Regions from separate parts of the Callithrix jacchus genome. Here region 1 is linked to region 2. The links are chromatin contacts, called in public Hi-C maps. All regions are on one chromosome and are shown on one strand. Each heading gives the region's core, a stretch centred on a gene start, on an enhancer-like site or on the middle of the called end of the contact. The rest is flanking DNA. Distances are from core to core; before and after follow the strand shown. Region 1 has its middle 17 kb from the start of MEPE. Region 2 holds the start of SPP1 (secreted phosphoprotein 1).

Region 1 (5,022 bases), core at 701-3,200, 110 kb before region 2:
TGCACACACTGCACATATCCTAAGGCAAATATCAGCTCCTGAAACAAATATCCATATTATCATTTTTCTTGGTTCTACCTCCTTGCAGACAAAAAGGATAGTAGGGTAGAGGGAGGGCAAGAGGGAAAATTTGAGGAGAAACACAAATGCAAAGCCAATACGAAAACTTTGTTGGGGAAATATCATTCATTGTCTGATCCCAAATCATTTCCACACTCTTTCTTTCTCTTGTCTTTCAGTGTAGATGCTTTTCCAGCTAATAATGGCTTTGTGACACTGTTCTGGAAACTAGACCCAAGTCTCCTCCGTTAGGCAGGAGGGAAGAGCTCTGGAAGGCTTTTTCCCCTCCTGATAAGAGAACTTATGTCGCTGGTATACCTTTCTCTTTCTTGACCTTTCCTTGGCTTGACGTGAACCTGATGACTGGTGGAGCAGCCATACTGTGGCCATGAAGGAAAAGACAAAATAATCACGGAGGAACCACTGAACCAGCAGCTCCATCATCAGCCTCCTGCCTCCAGAATCTTTGTCCTGTGAGAGAAAAAAAAAATGATGTTTTTAAGCCATTGTTTGCAATTTTTGTTGCTGTTGTTATTGGCAGCTGAATTGAATTTTTAATTGATGTGCCTTTCCATTCTTACATTTCCTCCAAATTAGGAAGGCCAAGAGAAGAAAAGAGAGAGGTAGAGAATAGAGAAAGAAAAGTGCACACAATTCCTCTGTAATATGTAAGTTCCCAGACAACAGAAATCACGACTGAGACAGTCTGTACAGCACCTAGATTATTAAGTTGAATAATGTATGTAACAAAAGTCAAGTCAATATCAATATATTACGGCACCTTCAAAAAATCTAAACTCCCACATTGGGTAGATAGAGGGTGCTTCATTTACTAAATGAATGTGGTAATATAAGCTACTGAATAAATCAGACTCTCAATATACACAAATAATAATGGTTAACATAGTTACCATGAGCCGTGCTCTGTTAAGTCCTTTAATCTGCACAGCTCCTCTATAATGTGGGTACCGTTATTACCCCCCATTTTGCAGATGAAGATACAGACATAGGTCTGTAAGTATCTGCTAGCAAGCTAGGATTTACACCCCAGGAGTCTGGTTCCAGAGTCTTTGCTCTTAAACAATCACTAAATTGCCATATATTTCAAAGATAAATATACATAATATACACATACATATATGACTGTGTGTATATACATATACACACACGTTTACATAGAGTATGTGTATATTCATCCACATATATGAATATGTGTGAGTATATGTGTGTTCATGAGTGCACCCACACACAGAGGGAGAGAAACTTGAAAGAATGCAAAATAGAACCTAAAAACAAGGAATATCTTTTTTCCTTCATTTGTTCCCCATCTTCTGGAGATAACAGATCAGAATCGGGGGAAGGACTTAACATATCACCCAATGCTACCATCAGAATTCCAGAGTAAACTATTCCTAGTACTTTGCTTTTAAAAAAATAAAAGACAATTTGGGCAAAACAAAACAAAACTGGAAGCAATTAATGAAGTAAAAAAAATCTATCAGAATTTAAATTGCAGATTAATAAATTAAAATCAACCTGCTACTTATATTTGAGATTTATATCAGACTTTAACATGTGAAAGTTTGATCACAGAAAAACACCTGGTTTGGTAAAAGAAAAATATGAACTGATGGAGAAAAACAAATGCTTTCTTTGGGTAAATACAGGGGGACCCTTCCAAAAGTCACTTGTCCTAGTCTGCTATCTAGTGGAGAAACTGCATATTTCAATTCTCTGGTCCGATTTTGTTTCCTCTCTCCAAGCTTTAGGGTTCATGGATATTTCTTCAAAACACTGAAAATGTTCATATTTTTTTCATCCAGTTAAGATAAACTAGAAGTGTGTCAGTATCCATGATGCATTGCTATCTGATGCAGACGTGGAGGAATTCGTCCAAACACGAAGGATCAGAGATCCACAAAGACAGCCAGCAGTCAGGAGTGAGGCCATGCCTTTTCCAAAGCCATGTGTTAGCCTTCAAAGCTGCACTAATCTCAGTTAAAACGCGCGCGCGCGCGCACACACACACACACACACACACACACACACAGATTTCTGTTTCCGAAATTGGGCAAAGAATTTCAGCCTCACGTAGCTGCCTTATAAGGGATGATGGACATTGACCTAGCCTGCCACCTTGTGCTCAAAACGTAAAGGTCACTGTACCAGTCCTGGGAGCAGGCTCCAGTTCCGTCATTTATTTGCAGCCCTGGTACTCCCTCCAAAGTCACCTTCCTGGACCTCTCTGCCTGTAAATATTTACCTTGATTTTAGAATACTAATTAATCTGTTCTTGGCAAGTCCAGCAGTCAGGATAATGTGTCTGACTTTGTCTGAAATAACATTTAGCTCAGTAGAAAAATATTTATTGAACGACCATCTTTTACAAAATTTTTCGGAGATCAAAAGAAGAAGAGATGATCTTGGTCCTTATCAAGACTATAAGGAAGTAAAGAGAAAGTCATACAAAAGATACAAGGAGGAATGTATTAAATAATAGAAATATAAGTAAAGCGAGACAGGAGTTCTGAGGAGATCAACTCTAACTGAAGGGAAGAACCAGGAGATAGTAAAATCTATTTTCCTTAACATATTGCACATGTAGAGAGGCTGCAGACAGTAAGTCTCACAGGTAAATAAGAGCTTAGCAGTGGGCAACCTTAAGTGATCCCATGTGTAGTTCAGAGCTTAAGATAGGTCTCCCCAACCAGAGGATGGGGAAGGAGTTGTGAGCAAGGTCAGGGGAGCTGGAAGGAAGAAGACCAGCCAGGAGGAAATCACTCAGCAGGCTTTCTCTGTCTGTGGTCTAGAACAAACATTTTGTTGTCTCCTCACTCTGTCTTTAGGGCCTGCCTTGAACTAAGTAGGAGCTCAAGACAGCATAAATTTCAAAGACATTATGATGCTTTTACAGAAGTCCACCTTTCAAAAACAACTTCTCTATGAGAAGGTAAACTCTGCTAGTCAAGAGAATGATCCTTCCATTCATAGGCATTAAAATATGATATTAGATGACCCAAAGGAAAAGGAGAAGAAATAGATGAGTCTGGATGAAAATCAGGAAGAAAGCAATTGGGGCTGAAAGAGAAAGGGGCAGAAAAATGGTTAGAAAAAACTTAATGAGGAAATCTGGAAAGAAAGCAGAACAAAACTCCAATACAATCCTACGTCCAGAAATCCAAATGAGCATAATGTCAAAAACGATGAGTGGACGCACACAAAAACTGCAAGGAAATCTACCTGAAGCTGTGGTTTAGACTTTCGAGAATAAGAACCAGAAGAGCTGTTTCATTAAAGGAACAATACTTCATCAATTTATGGGCATGCATTAGTGTAACAGAGACACTCCCTGTTAAGTGACTCTTGCTGGATTTGAATTTTAAGCAGATTTTTACAACTCTTAGGTTAACACATTAATAATATAAGTCAAATAATTTTAAATAATTTTTACTTAAAACAACAGCCTGAGAAGATAGAAGTATTAGGTTGGTGCAAGGTAATTGCCATTACTTTTAATGGCAAAAACAGCAATTACTTTTGCACCAACATAATATTATGTGAAGAAAGCAAGTTGTCTATTTAGCAAAGAGGTAGTTCTGAGCAGGCCAGCTGGGGCATATCTTAGAAACACTGCATTAATAAGTGAATGGAGTAATATTTGTGATATAAGCCATGAATGGGGTCTAGGAATTTCCATTTTTAACAGGTCCCTCAAATGATTTTAATGCAAGCCAAAGTTTGAAATCACTAATATGGATGTCTTTCCCAGTGACCTTCGAATCAGTCACCTGGGTCTCTCACAAATTTATGGCTAGGCCAGACCTTCCCCTGTATTAACCTGGCATTACAGGAATGTTTCCATCTATGATGAAAAATAGCTTATCCTTGTGTATTATCTCATATCAACAAGTAACAAAAATGTCATCTAAAGTGAATGTACAAGGCCGGGTGTGGTGGCACACACCTGTAATCTCAGCACTTTAGGAGGCTGAGGTGGGGCAAATCATCTGAGGTCAGAAATTCGAGACCAGCCTGGGCAACATGGTAAAACCCCGTGCCTACTAAAAATACAAAAATTAGCCAGGCCTGGTGGCACAAACCTATAATGCCAGCTACTCAGGGGGCTGAGGCAGGAGAATCACTTGAACCTGGAAGACGAAGGCTGCAGTAAGCCGAGATTGTGCCACTGCACTCCAGACTGGATGACAGAGCAAGACTCTGTTTCAAAAAAATAAATAAATTTTTAATTAGTTAATTAATTAATTAATTAAATGAATGTACAAGATGGACCTTTACACAGTCTCTTGCAAAACAGAAACTATTCACAGCCTGTATATGTGACTTCCCCAACTCACTACTCTGTGGAAAATAATCTGGTGATTGTAGAGCCATAATGTGCCCTCGGTCATGTACAAATCAGTCATCTTAACAGGATATGATCGCAGCTGTTCAAGGTTTACATGTCTCTGCAAAAGACAGAACAGAAAGTGTGCCAAGAAAACAAAGAAGGAACAGAAGGGGCAAAAGTTGAAAGTGCAAGGATGCAAAAGTCACGATATGCTGACTTGAGACCGAGCTTGCTGCCCCATGTTGCGCAAAAGTGTGAGTTCTGGAAGAGCATTCCCGTTAATAGAATCTTTAATTAGTAGAATTTTAAAGCAGTGATCCATGAATTTGTAGTGTTCTTCTACAAAACCTGCCTCTGTCCTGGTGGAGTGTTGGTGCTCTGTCTTCCACATAGATCCCGCTGATGAAAGACCCTTCCAGGGAAGGGCCCCTCAGTTGCACCATCATGTTATTCATCATGGCTGGATGAATAAAGAAGGGATGTACAAGTAGGAAAGCCCCCCAACATCTGAGCCTACCTGTAGCCAATAGAAACGAGTCTCCAACCCGGTCTTTTGGCTTCCTTATTTCAGCTTACTCTGGCCTGTTCATCTAACACCTACTAAAAGCATGTGA
Region 2 (4,471 bases), core at 1,394-3,893:
ATGGAAACCTTGGAAATATTAGAGACAGAGCCTCTGTGACTTAAATCATTTAACATTTAATTCTGACAGTTAGAAAATCCTACTGAGAAAAAACAACCAGCAACAGCATGTTTGAATACAAACAGCAAGAAGCATCAAGAAACATGAGCCTCCGCAATAGTCAGAATAACACAGCATCCATTTCCTATTTTACATTATTGCCTCCCATTATAAATCACTTTATCTTCTCAACTCTGAAGCATCCAAGACACAGTCTTCTCCTGTGAATTCACACCTTTTCTCTGAGAGAGGCCTTGGGACTAGGAACTTTTTGAGTGAGTGTAGAAGTGGGGAAAGAGACAATAGTGTCAACTTGAGATTGCTAAGGCAACAACACAGCAAAACAAGAATGCTTTGGTTCTCTGGGTCTCTGTCCCTGATTGCATAGCAGGTCATTGTTGGGAAATATTTTCTCACCTGCCATTCCAAGAAATGGAGAGCCTCACAGCTGTATATAGTTCTGTCATTAAATATATGGGTGTTGTATCCTGCTGGAATCAGAAAATTGAAAATTGATAGAACCAGATTGTGGTCTGAAATCTTTTTTCAGAAACGCTGCCATCGTGTGGCACTGTGGAGCTATGACCAGAAGAGTCCTGTGAAAGGTCATATGGTTCATCTCAAGGTGGCTGGGTTCCAGCATAATCTCTTCCTATAATTAATTCTAACTTCATATTGAATCATGCCCGTGGGCACAGAGTAAACTACAGTAAATCCTGCGGAAATCGTGTTGTTTTTAGAATTTTCGGACTTGCCTCCCCTAAATTGACAACATGACAAGCTTATGTTGGTAATATGTTTAAAGGAAAAAATAGTTTTTACAAGCAGAAAAAAGAAGTCTATTTTGCGAACTTTATAATCTGAGTGCTTTCTATTTTATAGAGCACTCAGATTATCTAGTTGTCATCTCACTTATTAAAATGGATGTTTATTACCTATAAATCAATAATATCAATTCATCTGGAATACCTCCAATTTAAGGGAGGCATATTTCCCCCTACCAAATGTCCATGAAACCTATGAATTAGCCATATACTAACACTGCACGAAATTATTTAATCTACATTTATATTAAAAGCAATATTTGGCAAAAAGAAGCCGACACTTTAGAACTAATAAAAACCATAATTACTTTTGCAGCAACCTAATAAATAGGACCATTTCTTTTTCATTCGATTACACACAAGTCTTACTATAACGATGGAAGGTGAATGAATAGTGCAGTCTGCACTTCACAACTAAGAAAGTGGATGAAGGTAAGTAACCTGAAGACAATATTAAATATTTAAAAAGGACGCAGAGCTTTGCTATTCCTGAATTCTGCTCTAATATTCAGACTTCCCTTGTAATTTTCTTTTATTCAAACACCTTTTAAATACCTAGTAAAGTGTTTTTTAATACAGAAAATTATTAAAAAAAATTTTTTTTAAGTAGCCTACTTTATATAGCCTGGGAGAAAAACTAGAAAAAGATAATTCAAAAATCTACTCCATTCCTTTAGAAATGTGCAAAATTTCCTCATTGATGCATACCATTGAAAGATCTTATATCTACTCTCATTTTAATAAATCATTTTCAAAGACATAATGACTCACGACTAGCTGCCGCTCTTAAAAATGTCATAATAGTTAACACACATACAGTTCTTAAGGTATGCAGGGTATTTGCATCTAATATGAGCTAAGCATTGTTAGTTTAAAACAAACTAATTCACTTAAACCTCTCAAAAACCCCATGACCTGGGTAATAGTATCTGCATTTTATGGATGAGAAAACAAGGAGACCTAGGCTGGACGATTTGCCCAAGGTTGCACAGGTCATCAGTGACACAGCGGAATTCAGAGCCACCGTCTGGCTCCTGAAGCAGCCCTCTCAAGCAGTCATCCTGCTCTCAGTCAGAAATTGCTTTACTTCTGCAACATCTAGAGCAAATTACCATTCTTCTATTTCATACAGCAAGCTATCCATTTCATCACCTCTGAACGATTTAAACAGTACAACAAAAGTCCATGTCTTTGAAAGGTCACTGTAAATTCAACTTAATGGGCAGGAACAGGAATTTTAATGTCACTAGTGTCATTTGTCTAAGTAACAATCTACTGCATACTTGAAATCACAAGCTAAGCTTGAGTAGTAAAACAGAGGCAGATTTTCCAAACTCTTTGTAAACCTGAACTATAGCCTTCTAGCTCTTCAATAAGTATAATTATAGATGCAAGAGTGGTTGCAGATATTGCCTTTACGTTACTTAAACAGAAAGAAACAAAAATCCATTCTATTCCATTTTACTTAGGGATGATTTACATTATCCCTACTTTCCCCCTTTTCATGGGCTCCCTAAGTGCTCTTCCTGGATGCTGAATGCCCATCCTGTCAATGAAAAAGCTAGTTAGTGATATTGTTCATGAGTAATGTTTTAACTGTAGATGTGTGTGTGCGTTTTCTTTTTTGTTGTTGTTTTAACCACAAAACCAGAGAAGGAAGTGTGGGAGCAGGTGGGCTGGGCAGTGGCAGAAAACCTCATGACACGTCTCTCCGCCTCCCTGTGGTGGTGGAGGATGTCTGCAGCAGCATTTAAATTCTGGGAGGGCTTGGTTGTCAGCAGCAGCAGGAGGAGGCAGAGAGCACAGCTTCCTCTGGGACTGACTCTTCTCAGGCCAGTCGCAGCCTTTTCAGCCAAACACCGACCAAGGTATGACTGCAGTTTGCTACTGGGTTGTGCATTCAGCTGAATTTCATGGGGAAGTTCAAGTTCTAAGGAAAAATATTTTTAACTGTAATGCTGTTAAGCAGACTTAAATTTTCTAGCCTTTTTAATAAGCAGATTAGATACATTGCAGGTCTCCTGGAACAAAGGTGTCTAGATATTTCGAATGCCAGTCAAATATAAAACTTAAAAATACTTCCACTGGGTCCTCAAAAGAACAGAAACTACTGCCGCTAGTAGAAAATAGTAAAATTCAATTTCCCTTTGGAAATAATTATACCTATATCATTTTCAATGGGTGACTGTGCCGGCATTTAAAAGAAAAGGGATCTTTTATGCTAATTAAGCCAATTACAATGCTATTTTTTTAAATGATGTATCTCATTTTCAAGGGGAAAAAAACATTTCTGAATATGTTACTGCTAAATTTAGCTGTTAAAATATTCATCAAGATACCTGTATAACACTATGTAGACTTATTATTACAAATAGAAAAGCTGTTGGCTATTCTCAACGTTTTCTTTTGCATTTCAAATTTTTAGAACATCTTACTTAAAAAACAAATTTCAGAGATAGATAGTTTCATTTCACCTAAGTAGCGCCTAATTAATAAGTTAAGTTAAAAATAACATTTAAAGTACATGTTGGAAGAATAGATAAAGCAAATTATTTTCATTTTTTTCTGTGTTTTTTAATCTAAAAGTAAGTATTCCCATTCTAGCTTATTATTGTAATTAAGTTACTATTGACCTGTTTGCAGGTTTAAAGAGCCAGAGATATAGAGTAGGAATGGTATAATTTCTGGAACTCTAAATTTAAAAGTTGAATAAATACAGACTTGCAAAATTTTCATTTCCCTTGCCTAACAGTGAAAGATGGAGAATAGGTGGCAATATAAATATTAACTTGAAAGACCATATGCTAAAAGGCTTCTCTAAGAAGTAAAAAGATCTTATAGAAAATATATTTTATTCGCGATTATTTTGTAATGTGGTAGTATAAAAAGGTATCCCTGTTGTAACCTATGAAGACATCAGCTATTCCTTATGAAATATTTTGCAGGAAAAATCACTACCATGAGAATTGCAGTGATTTGCTTTTGCCTCTTAGGCATCGCCTATGCCTTACCAGTGAGTACAGCTGCACCTTAAAGAGAATTCCTGAAAATAATGAATTATGTGCTTCCATGTACTAGGAGGACATTCTTGTAATTTTTCTTCATCTTTTCTGTTTCAAAGGTTAAACGGGCTGATTCTGGAAGTTCTGAGGAAAAGCAGGTAAGCATCTTTTAGATTTATTATATAGTTAAATCATTTACTCAATTATGGCAATAGGTGCAACAAACATATTTGCTGCAATATTACTTGTCTTTCTAGTCAAATCTATTGGTTTACAAGTATTTATTGACTGTCTGCTATGAATCTAGGCCAGTATCAAGCACACTATAGTTTTTAATAAGTATGATTGTAAAACCAACCCAGATTTTTCAAATATAATAATGTCTAGGCCATTATCACATGAAAACGAGTTATATGAAGTTGTGTGACTTTTTTTCCATTAGTCCACATACTGACCTAAAAGCAGAAAATTCTATCTTTTGCTTTATTTAGTGGATTGTGATGTTTAAAATTCACATTGGATATTAGTCAGAACTGTTTGTATGACCATAATATTCACAATATTGCCTGAGATATTAGCTGAGAAGCCCACTGTGAAAGCAAGTCT

What was found. A called contact is a pair of places that touch in the nucleus more often than the background predicts.
Region 1: a contact with region 2 is called in a Hi-C map of induced pluripotent stem cells, with 4 times the contacts expected there. The contact joins the enhancer-like site here to the promoter of SPP1 in region 2. A contact is called at or near these places in 3 of 3 Hi-C or Micro-C datasets (induced pluripotent stem cells and skeletal muscle).

Annotation. Positions count from the first base shown.
Region 1 is chr3:109,774,644-109,779,665 of calJac240_pri, reverse strand. No RefSeq gene overlaps it. Among named protein-coding and RNA genes, the nearest start is that of MEPE, 17 kb to the left of the region's middle. Within about 2 kb of position 1,950, at least 3 of the 16 cell types and tissues checked have an H3K27ac peak or open chromatin away from gene starts, as enhancers often do.
Region 2 is chr3:109,670,637-109,675,107 of calJac240_pri, reverse strand. SPP1 (secreted phosphoprotein 1) reads left to right here and starts at 2,643. Exons shown (of 7, transcript XM_002745608.7): 1 at 2,643-2,731; 2 at 3,809-3,876; 3 at 3,985-4,023. The coding sequence starts at 3,823.